3 separate regions of the Callithrix jacchus genome follow, and regions 2 and 3 are each linked to region 1. Evidence: chromatin contacts called from public Hi-C data. All regions are on one chromosome and are shown on one strand. Each heading gives the region's core, a stretch centred on a gene start, on an enhancer-like site or on the middle of the called end of the contact. The rest is flanking DNA. Distances are from core to core; before and after follow the strand shown. Region 1 overlaps FBXL18 (F-box and leucine rich repeat protein 18). Region 2 overlaps LOC100405928 (E3 ubiquitin-protein ligase RNF216). Region 3 overlaps LOC100405928 (E3 ubiquitin-protein ligase RNF216).

Evidence for each region. A called contact is a pair of places that touch in the nucleus more often than the background predicts.
Region 2: a contact with region 1 is called in a Hi-C map of skeletal muscle, with 4 times the contacts expected there. The contact joins two enhancer-like sites. A contact is called at or near these places in 2 of 3 Hi-C or Micro-C datasets (both in skeletal muscle).
Region 3: a Hi-C map of skeletal muscle shows a contact between it and region 1, with 5 times the contacts expected there. The contact joins two enhancer-like sites. A contact is called at or near these places in 2 of 3 Hi-C or Micro-C datasets (both in skeletal muscle).

The regions. Positions count from the first base shown.
Region 1 is chr2:17,031,774-17,034,962 of calJac240_pri, reverse strand. All of the region lies in intron 4 of FBXL18 (F-box and leucine rich repeat protein 18), which reads right to left. Among named protein-coding and RNA genes, the nearest start is that of FBXL18, 19 kb to the right of the region's middle. Within about 2 kb of position 1,467, at least 9 of the 16 cell types and tissues checked have an H3K27ac peak or open chromatin away from gene starts, as enhancers often do. A contact at or near this core is called in skeletal muscle, where this site is marked.
Region 2 is chr2:16,828,624-16,831,812 of calJac240_pri, reverse strand. All of the region lies in intron 11 of LOC100405928 (E3 ubiquitin-protein ligase RNF216), which reads right to left. Among named protein-coding and RNA genes, the nearest start is that of FSCN1, 98 kb to the left of the region's middle. Within about 2 kb of position 1,747, at least 6 of the 16 cell types and tissues checked have an H3K27ac peak or open chromatin away from gene starts, as enhancers often do. A contact at or near this core is called in skeletal muscle, where this site is marked.
Region 3 is chr2:16,852,635-16,855,823 of calJac240_pri, reverse strand. All of the region lies in intron 11 of LOC100405928 (E3 ubiquitin-protein ligase RNF216), which reads right to left. Among named protein-coding and RNA genes, the nearest start is that of FSCN1, 74 kb to the left of the region's middle. Within about 2 kb of position 1,698, at least 2 of the 16 cell types and tissues checked have an H3K27ac peak or open chromatin away from gene starts, as enhancers often do. A contact at or near this core is called in skeletal muscle, where this site is marked.

The sequences.
Region 1 (3,189 bases), core at 218-2,717:
CCTCCCTGCAACCTCTGCCTCCCGGGTTCAAGCAATTCCTTTGCCTCAGCCTCCAGAGTAGCTGGGACTACAGGCACATGCCAACACGCCCAGCTAATTTTTTGGATTTTTAGTAGAGATGGGATTTCACCTTGTGAGCCAGGATGGTCTCAATCTCCTGACCTCGTGATCTGCCTGCCTCAGCCTCCTAAAGTGTTGAAATTACAGGTGTGAGCCACCGCGCCTGGTCCGGTTCTATTATTATTATTTTTTGCAGTTCAAACATATCCTTGAAGAGTTTACCCGGCTCTATCTTTTAAAAACCAAATTATTATTTTCTGCTGAGCACAGCAGCTCAAACCTGTAATCCCAGCACTTTGGGAGGCCAAGTCGGCTGGATAGGAGTTCAAGACCAGCCTGGCCACGATGGTGAAACCCCATCTCCACTAAAAATACAAACATTATCTAGTCATGGTGGTGGCTGCCTATAATCCCAACTACTTGGGAGGCTGAGGCACAAGAACTGCTTGAACCCAGGAGGCGGAGGTTGCAGTGAGCCAAGATCATGCCACTGCACTCCAGCCTGGGCAACAGGGCGAGACTGTCTCACACACACAAAAAAATTAAATAAATAATAAAACGTGCAAATTGTCTTTATTTTTCTAAATGTGTCTTGTTAAGCTATTCAAATTGTTTTTATTTAAAGATGGCAATAAAGTGCTTTCATTAAAATATATTTTAAATCCACCTCCTCCTAAATCCTAAAGTAAGCATCCCTTTGCAGACCTGAAGGTGGGAACGGGAAGGGTGAAAGATTGTGCAGGCGCTGCATTTGCTGAGCTGCAAAGTCACCTGTGGATTTCTCTCCAAAGCAAAAGCAGGAGGCTCCACACAGGAGGGGATGGAAACGGGGCACTGGATGAGGACAGCTGCCGTCATGCGGCCACTAGGTGGCGATGCGAGTCCGTGCTACCCGCCCCAGATCGCTCGAGCCTCAGGTTAAAAACCAAGTCGGCAGAGCATGAAAAAAACCTTTTTTCCACTAGACAGCCACCTCCAGATTCTTCCGCCCCTGAGGAAGTCACCTGTCACAGGTGTTCAGGATGCGGCAGGACCATGGGTGTGACTGGTCAGGCAGGGGGACTGGCACGTTTAAAGTTTCGCAGGCTCCCACCGCACTCCACCCAGGGCATGTCACCCAGGACAGTGACAGAGCTGACCTAATTTGGATGGCCGGCAGCGTCTGCAGGGAGGATGGGGACGAGGAAAAGGCTCCCACTGTGCCAGGTCTAACCTCTTCGTGAGGATCCAGCCTCCACATCCTGCTCCCAGAAGGGGCACTTGGGTCTTCTGGTGACTCTGTGGGCATGAAAGGGGCTGGGCTCATGGGGTGTGCTCCCAGCTAGCTGCCCACCACACAGACCGTGAGAGCAGAACCCAGGCCTCCGAGGTGTCCCTGGGGCAGCTGCCAGGGCCTGGCTCTGAAAAGGATGGCCTGCTTCTGCCCAGACACTGTCCTGGTTCTGAGGTCACACCAGCCCAAGTGACTCAGGGTAACACGCGCCCCCCTCCCTCCACAGAAAGCAGGGCTTAGTCAGTCTGAGGAAAGAAGGAGCCTTTTTCCGTCCAATTTGTAATCCCCTTACTACTGAGGTATGTCCAAGCCTCAGCCAGAGAGACTCCCTGCACCACACCCTCCCCACCAGGAGTCCCAACAGGCACAAAGCTGGGGCTTGCAGTGTGGGCTGCCAGTGGCAGCAGCCGGCTGGCCTGGGATTCCAAGCTCTGCCACCAAAGAGACTCCGGCAGCCCCAGGATGCAGCCTTGGAGCACCGTGCCGCCTCCAGGGGCCCCAGCGCCGTTTCCTACACACAGCTCCTGCCCACGGGCAAGCAAGTGCCACCTGCTCCTTTCACTGCAGCGTCCCTGGGCTCCCTTGCTGCAGAAGGCCAGAATCCAGAGGAACGGGGCCAGCTGGCAGCGTCTGGGAAGCGGTGTTTGTTCTGAACAGGCAGTACCCGGCTCAGAGCAGACGTGGTTCTCAGCGGCTGCTGGGCACAGGCTTGAGTTTGTGCACAGAGATCCCATTATGAGCGGGTGGGATGCTCAGGCTGGCCCACAAAACCCACTGATCCTGGGGCCCGCAGGCCTCTCCACACTGCCTCCGTGGCCCTGCTCCTGAGGAAAGCCTGGAGGCCATCGGGGGCCACAAAATGCCGCTCACCCAGGGAGGCAAGCAGCTGCGTAACCCGGCCAAGGTCATCAAGTGGGTACAACTGTGTCGACACTGAGGGTTTGTTGAGAACACTGAAGGGATCAAGACCTGTACGCACGTGAAAAGCACCTGGCAGGGGTCACATAAGCCCAAAGGTACCCTCCACCCACAGCGGCTGCCATCACCTTTGCCTCTCGCTTCCAGAATACCCCCTCCCTCCAGCCAGTGCCTCGATTGCTAACAGCCCCTGCTCAGTCTCCTTTCCACATTCTTCTTCCTCTTCCTGGCCAATTCTTGTCACATGCACCTTAGCCCAGTCTGTGGGCTCACCTGGTTCCACAGCTAAAGGTCACCTATAAGCCAAGGATGCCAACGCAATTCTCCCAGGCTGTATATCGGCCTGGACTCTGGGCTTGGGCCCCTCAACTAGGAGGCCTTACTTAACAGACCCTCTGGACTGGGCACAGTGGCTCACACCTGTGGTCCCAGCCCTTTGGGAGGCTCAGGCAAGAGGATCACTTGAGCCCAGGAATTCAAGACCAGCCTGGGCAACATAGCAAGACCCTACCTCTACAAAAAATACAAAAAACTAGCCGGGCGTGGTCACATGTGCCTGTAGTCCCAGCTACTCGGGAGGCTGAGGTGAGAGGATCACCTGAGCTGGAGGAGGTCGAGGCTGCAGTGAGCTGTGTCCATGCCACTGCACTCCAAGCTGGGAGGCAGAATGAGACCATTTCAAAAAAAAAAAGTTGGGGAAGCCCAAAATTTACATACATTTTGAGTCTATGTATTTATTTATTTATTTATTTATTTTTGAGGTGGAGTATCCCTCTGTCACCCAGGCTGCAGTGCAGTGGCGCAATCTTGGCTCACTGCAACCTCCGCCTCCCGGGTCCAAGCAATTCCCCTGCCTCAGCCTCCAGAGTAGCTGGGATTACAGGAGCATGCCACCACACTCAGCTAATTTTTTGCATATTTAGTAGAGACAGGGTTTC
Region 2 (3,189 bases), core at 498-2,997, 200 kb after region 1:
AGAGGAGGCAAAGGGCAGGACTGATTCCAGAAGCTGATATGGCAGCATTCTGGCTGGTTTGTGAGGTATGGGGAAAACTGACAGAAGATGTGTTCAGTTTTTATAACCATGATTCACTCCCAAGACTTTCTCAACAATGACCGTATTTTTAGTATTAAAAAAAAAGTGAAAGGCAAAACATTTTAAGCAAAGGAAGCAGGGCACCTAGAAACCCACATCCTTCTGTTGTCAAGTGATCAATAATTTCCCACTTTCTGGAGGCCATTTTCTTAAAAAACGAAAACAAAAACCGAAAACGCTAGGCTTGTAGTTAAGTAGTTTTTCTTTTCTCTTAGATTTTAAATCATAAGTTTTTAAAGCATAAGAAATCTAGTTTCAGGGATGTAACTGCATGACAGACTTGAGTAAAATAATTTACATATGCAGAGTTTAAGAAATAGTACAAGGCTGGGTGCGGTGGCTCACACCTGTAATCCCAGCACTTGGGGGAGGCCAAGGTGGGTGGATCACTTGAGGTCAGGAGTTCAAGACCAGTCTGGAAAGCGTGGCAAACCTCGTCTCTAAAAATGCAAAAAAGTTAGCTGGGTGTGGTGGCATGTGCCTGTAATCCCAGCTTCCCAGCTACTCGGGAGGTGGAGGTTGCAGTGAGCTGAGATTGTGCCACTGCATTCCAGCCTGCTTGACTTAGTCTCAAAAAAAAAAAAAAAAAAGAAAAAGTACAGAGTGGGCAGGTAACTCCCATTGTTTGCAGGTTTCACCTATATCATATTTTACTTGTATCTTTAAAGATCCTTTTTACTTCCTGTTCCTCTAAAAGCCATAGTTAGTAATCTTCAGAAGCTATGTCAGTTTTGGTTATTGACTGCTTTGTTAAGGTTTCCCAGGCAGTATTAAAGACCTGGAATGTATCAGCTGCTGAGGCACAATGAAACTCTCCTCTCCCTGCGCCATAAACCACTTAGACCAGGCGAGGAGGTACTGCCTTTTACCTCCCCTAGAACCTTCAGCAGCTCCCATGAGCAGTGCTTTCCCTGTTCACCTGCAAGCACCACATAACCCTACAAAGTTAGCAGGACTGGCATTGTCATCCCATTCTACAGAAGAGCAAACAAAAGTTCACAAAGGCAGTGGGAAGTGCCCAGTGCTAGTGAGTGGCAGAGTAAGGATCTCGCCCTTCTCTGTTGATGCTCCTGCGAAACAACCCACGCTAGCACTCATGCCACCTGATAGCCTGCAGAGATGTGCACATACACATTCTACCAGAACAGCTCTGCCACACCAAGCCTGACAATAACACATATGCACATGTGTAAAATGTACACATTTGTCATGAATTGCGATTTGGGGGCTGAGGACTACTTACAGATAAGTCAACTCCGACTCTGTGGTTCAGGACTTATCCAGCACATAGTCCTGAGAGGCTGAAGCGCCACCTCCATACGACCCCTGCAGCGCCTTTTCTGCCACTTGCATATTGTCTCTTCCTAACTCACACTGCTGTGTAAAGAACTCCGTTCTCACAGGGTTGTTCTGCCATGCTTTAGGTTCTGACAGAAGTGCACCCATTTTTCTAACCAACCGTGTGTGTAGACGGTGAGTCTGGGGCGATCAATGTGAAGAGCACTTCTGCCCATGCCAACAGGGTACTCTGCCAGGCCTACCAGTGCTGAAGGGGAGACAAGCTATCTGACACCTCGCTACTCTGGCCGACAGCAGCATTTGACTGCTAGAACACTGTCTTGTGACCCACTTTATTCCCTGCTCCTTACTTCTCGCTTATAAGCAGCAATTAGTAATGTCAATGTTCCTGTTCTGGCTGGATTGCTCCAGGCCCATTAATAATATAAGAGCAGGAGCAGATGAATGCGTAAGTGCACAAGAGAGGTTTCAAGGTTAAAAGCAGTAATGGAGAGAGCTATGGTGGGGGTGGGGAAGGCGATGCTGGTGTCTGTAGAAGAGGAGGGGAGAGAATGTGTGTGTTAGTTTTAAGTCTATTCTTTAAAATGCCCAGCTTCTCTTTAGGGGCAACATGTATGGCAAAGCACAACTTCTTAGTGTCCTCAATCAAGCCTTGTCTCTATCTGCATGGACACATGGTTCTGGCCACTTGGCAGGGAATCCATCAGTACTAACTCTAGACACTGGAGAGTTACTAGTGTATGAAATTGAGGTCAGAGGAAACTATACCAATATTTTTCAAACATATTTTCAATGTTTTAAATGACTTCCCTTACAGAAGGCAATGCCTGCTTGTTCAGCAGAACTGGTACTTTCCCACTTAATGCTTTTACAGTTAAAGTCAAGACAAGTAATGAAGAACAGACCCCAGGGCCGACAGCCAGGACTTCCTCCTCTAGTGGAAGAGATAGAATACTTTATATTGTTACAATTGCCTGTGTATCCCTACAAATCTCCATGTTTTCAAGGAGGGATTTCAAAAGGTACAATTTCTGACATTCCTACACAGAACTTTGCTAAAAAAATTGAATGTCAGCCAATAAGCCTGGAAATTATGCCTGGAAAAGATTTGGTATGGCTATTTGAAAAATATTTGCTTGGGAGATGGAAGAGGGTACTACGAATCGAGGCTGACAGCCAAATGTGAATTCTTTAGTTGTTTATATCTACACTGCCTTCCAAGCAGATAAGGATTTGCCACTTAGCCTTTATTTGTTCCTCACATACCAAAAGCGAACTGTTTAACACACTAGGAAAGTAACAACCTTATTTGTTGATTTTGCAACCCAAACCAGACATTTTAAAAAAGTGGTCATAGCAATGCTGGGTGAATCAGAACCCATCCTTGTTAGTCAGACATACTCTGTGGGAAAAGGTAGCTGTTGGAAGCAGTCTTGAATTCTAATTACTAAAAGTCGTACTTATTCCCATAGGGCGCTGACTTCTGGTCCAAGGTTTCTAACTGGCTGCATCCTGTCTGGCAGTGCCTGAGCTTGTGCTACCAGCAGGGCCTGTGCAGAAGGCGAGCGAGGAGAAAGGTAGAGCTGCTGAGTTCCAGCTCCTTCCACACACCACAAAACCCTAACCCTCACCTCCAGCCCGAGGCAAGGCACTCCTTTTTAGGTGGTAAAATAAGCCTTCCAAGAAACCAGAAAAAATAGCTTTGAGTTTGAAAAGATATAAACATATTTAATAATTACATTTCTATTTCTTTTTGAGACAGAGTTTCGC
Region 3 (3,189 bases), core at 449-2,948, 180 kb after region 1:
AGACAGTTTCTGCACTGAAAGGAATTAAGACATTCTCACGTTCCCACCCTTGCCTCTTCTATATGTGCAGCTGAGAGCCTTCCACGTGCTGCAAAGATCCCTCTGCTGATAGCAGATTTGGGTATAAAACAAAGCCCCTGTCCTCTTAGAGGCTACTCACAAACAGATAATTGTATACTCTGAGGATGATGATAAATACTCCAGAGGAAACTAAAGTTAGATAAGGGGCAGGCAGTGTGGGCAGGAAAGGCATCATCTGACACTGGTTTGTCAGGGAAGGCCTGTGTGGAGCTGGCACTTCTGCTTGAACCTGAAGGCTATCTGGTAGAGGAGCGTTCCAGGCAGAGGGAACACAAGTGGGACAGTAGGCGGAGCTGGGACAGGAGAAAGAGCTCAGAGAACCAGCTCGCTTTGAGCCAGTACCTCCACCCCCACCCCCACCCCTTATGCCCTCAACCACTCAACGCTCTGCCTAAGAATGTCCCTTCTCCTCTGACAACACCTACTCACCAGTTCTCCTTTCAAATACCAGTGGCTCTAGGAAACCCAAATGATGCGGGAAAAGCTGGCACTCGCTCCCTGGGCTCCCAGAGCACTTAGCTTATGCATTGTTACTGCACTTTTAATGGCATCTTGTAATTATCTAATTACATCACATCTCTTCCAGAAGCCAGGGCTTCTTGCGGCAAAGATGATGTCCTGCTGGTCACTGTGGACAAGTTTGGCATGGAGGGCTCAATTCATCCATTAAAGAAAAAGTTCACTTGAGGCTTGGCACAGTGGCTCATGCCTGTAATCCCAGTACTTTGGGAGTCCAAGGCGGGTGGATCAGGAGGTCAGGAGTTCAAGACTAGCCAGGCCAACATGGTGAAATTCTGTCTCTATGATTGAGACCATCCTAGTCAACATGGTGAAATCCTGTCTCTACTAAAAATACAGAAAATCAGTTGGGCATGGTGGCGCGTGCCTGTAATCCCCGCTACTCAGGAGGCTGAGGCAGGAGAATTGCCTGAACCCAGGAGGCGAGGTTGCGGTGAGCCGAGATCGCGCCATTGCACTCCAGCCTGGGTAACAAGAGTGAAACTCCATCTCAAAAAAAAAAAAAAAAGCACATCTTTACCATACAGTGAGTTACAGAGTTACAAAAGTAGCCTCACCCAACTCCTGGGACTCTTTTGCACTTTACATGGGCAAAAAAAGCATGTAAAGCCTTTTAGCATATCTACCTCCTCCCCAAAAGAACATTATTTCCTCCCTATTAGGTCTTATTTTTAATTATGCTAAGTACTTTATGAAAAACTAAAGTTAGTAACATATACGATCCTTTCCAGTTAATTCATTACAGCTTGAGCCTTAAGGATGTGAGTTATTGTGGTTCCTTCCTTTGCTCTCTAATGTCTTTTCCCAATTTAATGAGTTAAACTACAAACAGCAGTTACCACCAAGTGGCTAATGACCAAATGCCTGCAGATGGTGTGAGAAATTACTGCATGTATTTCAATTAAGATGTTCTCCATAGATTTTCTCCTATAGTTTCAAGATGTGGAAGTTGATTTCTCTTCAATCAGGTTAAAAAGGAGCTCACAAACAGTAGGCCCTGAAAATGTATGCCTGAGAGAACTTCCAGTTTAGAGGGGTCAGGACTAAAAATGTACAGTCTGTCTGGCTATGTCCCAGCCTGGCTCTCCCCAACCCCTCCCAGGGGGTGTGGAAGGCCAGTTACCACACAAAGGTAGGCTACATGCTTCCCCCACCGGCCAGCATTCTCCTCTGCACTCCTAGAAACAAGACAGCCCAAACTGCCTGGGTCTAGTTCTTAAAGGACAGCCCAAACTGCCTGGGTCTAGTTCTTAAAGGACACACAAAATTCTTTTTTTCCTTTTTTTTTTTTTTTTGAGACGGAGTTTCGCTCTTGTTACCCAGGCTGGAGTGCAATGGCGCGATCTCGGCTCACTGCAACCTCCGCCTCCTGGGTTCAGGCAATTCTCCTTCCTCAGCCTCCTGAGTAGCTGGGATTATAGGCACGCGCCACTGTGCCCAGCTAATTTTTTTTTTTAGTAGAGATGGGGTTTCACCATGTTGACCAGGATGGTCTCGATCTCTTGACCTGTGATCCACCCGCCTCTGCCTCCCAAAGTGCTGGGATTACAGGTGTGAGCCACCGCGCCAGGCGTTTTTCTTTTTTTGAGATGAAGCCTGGGCAACTCCTGTTGCCCAGGCTGGAGTGCAATGGCGTGATCTCAGCTCTCTGCAACCTCCCTCCGCCTCCTGGGTTCAAGCAATTTTCTGCTCAAGTCTCTAGAGTAGCTGGGATTACAGGCACCCCTCACCACACCCGGCTAATTTTTATATTTTTTAGTAGAGACAGCATTTCACCATGTTGGCCAAGCTGGTCTTGAACTCCTGACCTCAGGGGATCTGCCCGCCTTGGCCTCCCAAAGCGCTGGGATTATAGGTGTGAGCCACTGCGCCTGGCCACAGGACACACAAAATTCTACCATGAATTCATTTAACAGTGTCTTGTAATGATCTAATTATATCACATCTCTCTAAGAAGCCAAGCTCTCCATGCAGGGGATTTCTGTCCTCAAAGTACAGTAAATCATCTCTCAAAGGAAGGAGAATCTTTTAATTTCCAAACGCAGAAATTCAAATCTGGGTATGGCCAAGTGAGAGCTCTGGAAAATATTACAAAGCCTCCCCCACCCCACCCCCTAGTCCTGAGGAAAGGGCTTCTTTGGGGGAAGATTTCATGTTGTTCTTACATATTTTTTTGGTTTTCATATACACTTCACCTACCATTTCTATCCACAGAAGCAGGCTTTGTTCAAAAAAGAAATCTTAAAGTCTTATTTCTGTGGATTAGAAAAGTTCTTTCCCTGAGTCACCAGGATTAGATGACAAAGTGGAATGGACAAAGCTTTATATGTGGTTTCTGTGGTAATGCTGCCCCCTAGGGACGGAAACTTACAAGGCACCGAGACATCAGCTTGACTGCTCTGGGAGAGACCACACATAGCTGCCGGCTTTTTACTATATACTATGCGGAACAGGGCTTCAAAGACAGAGTGGGAGGGTAAAGTCTTTCTGGAATAAATCAAAGTTCAATTTTACCTTTATCATAATAACTACAAACAAAACTACAAATTCCCTTTTATTAATCAAATACAGATGACGGTTTCTCTCAAA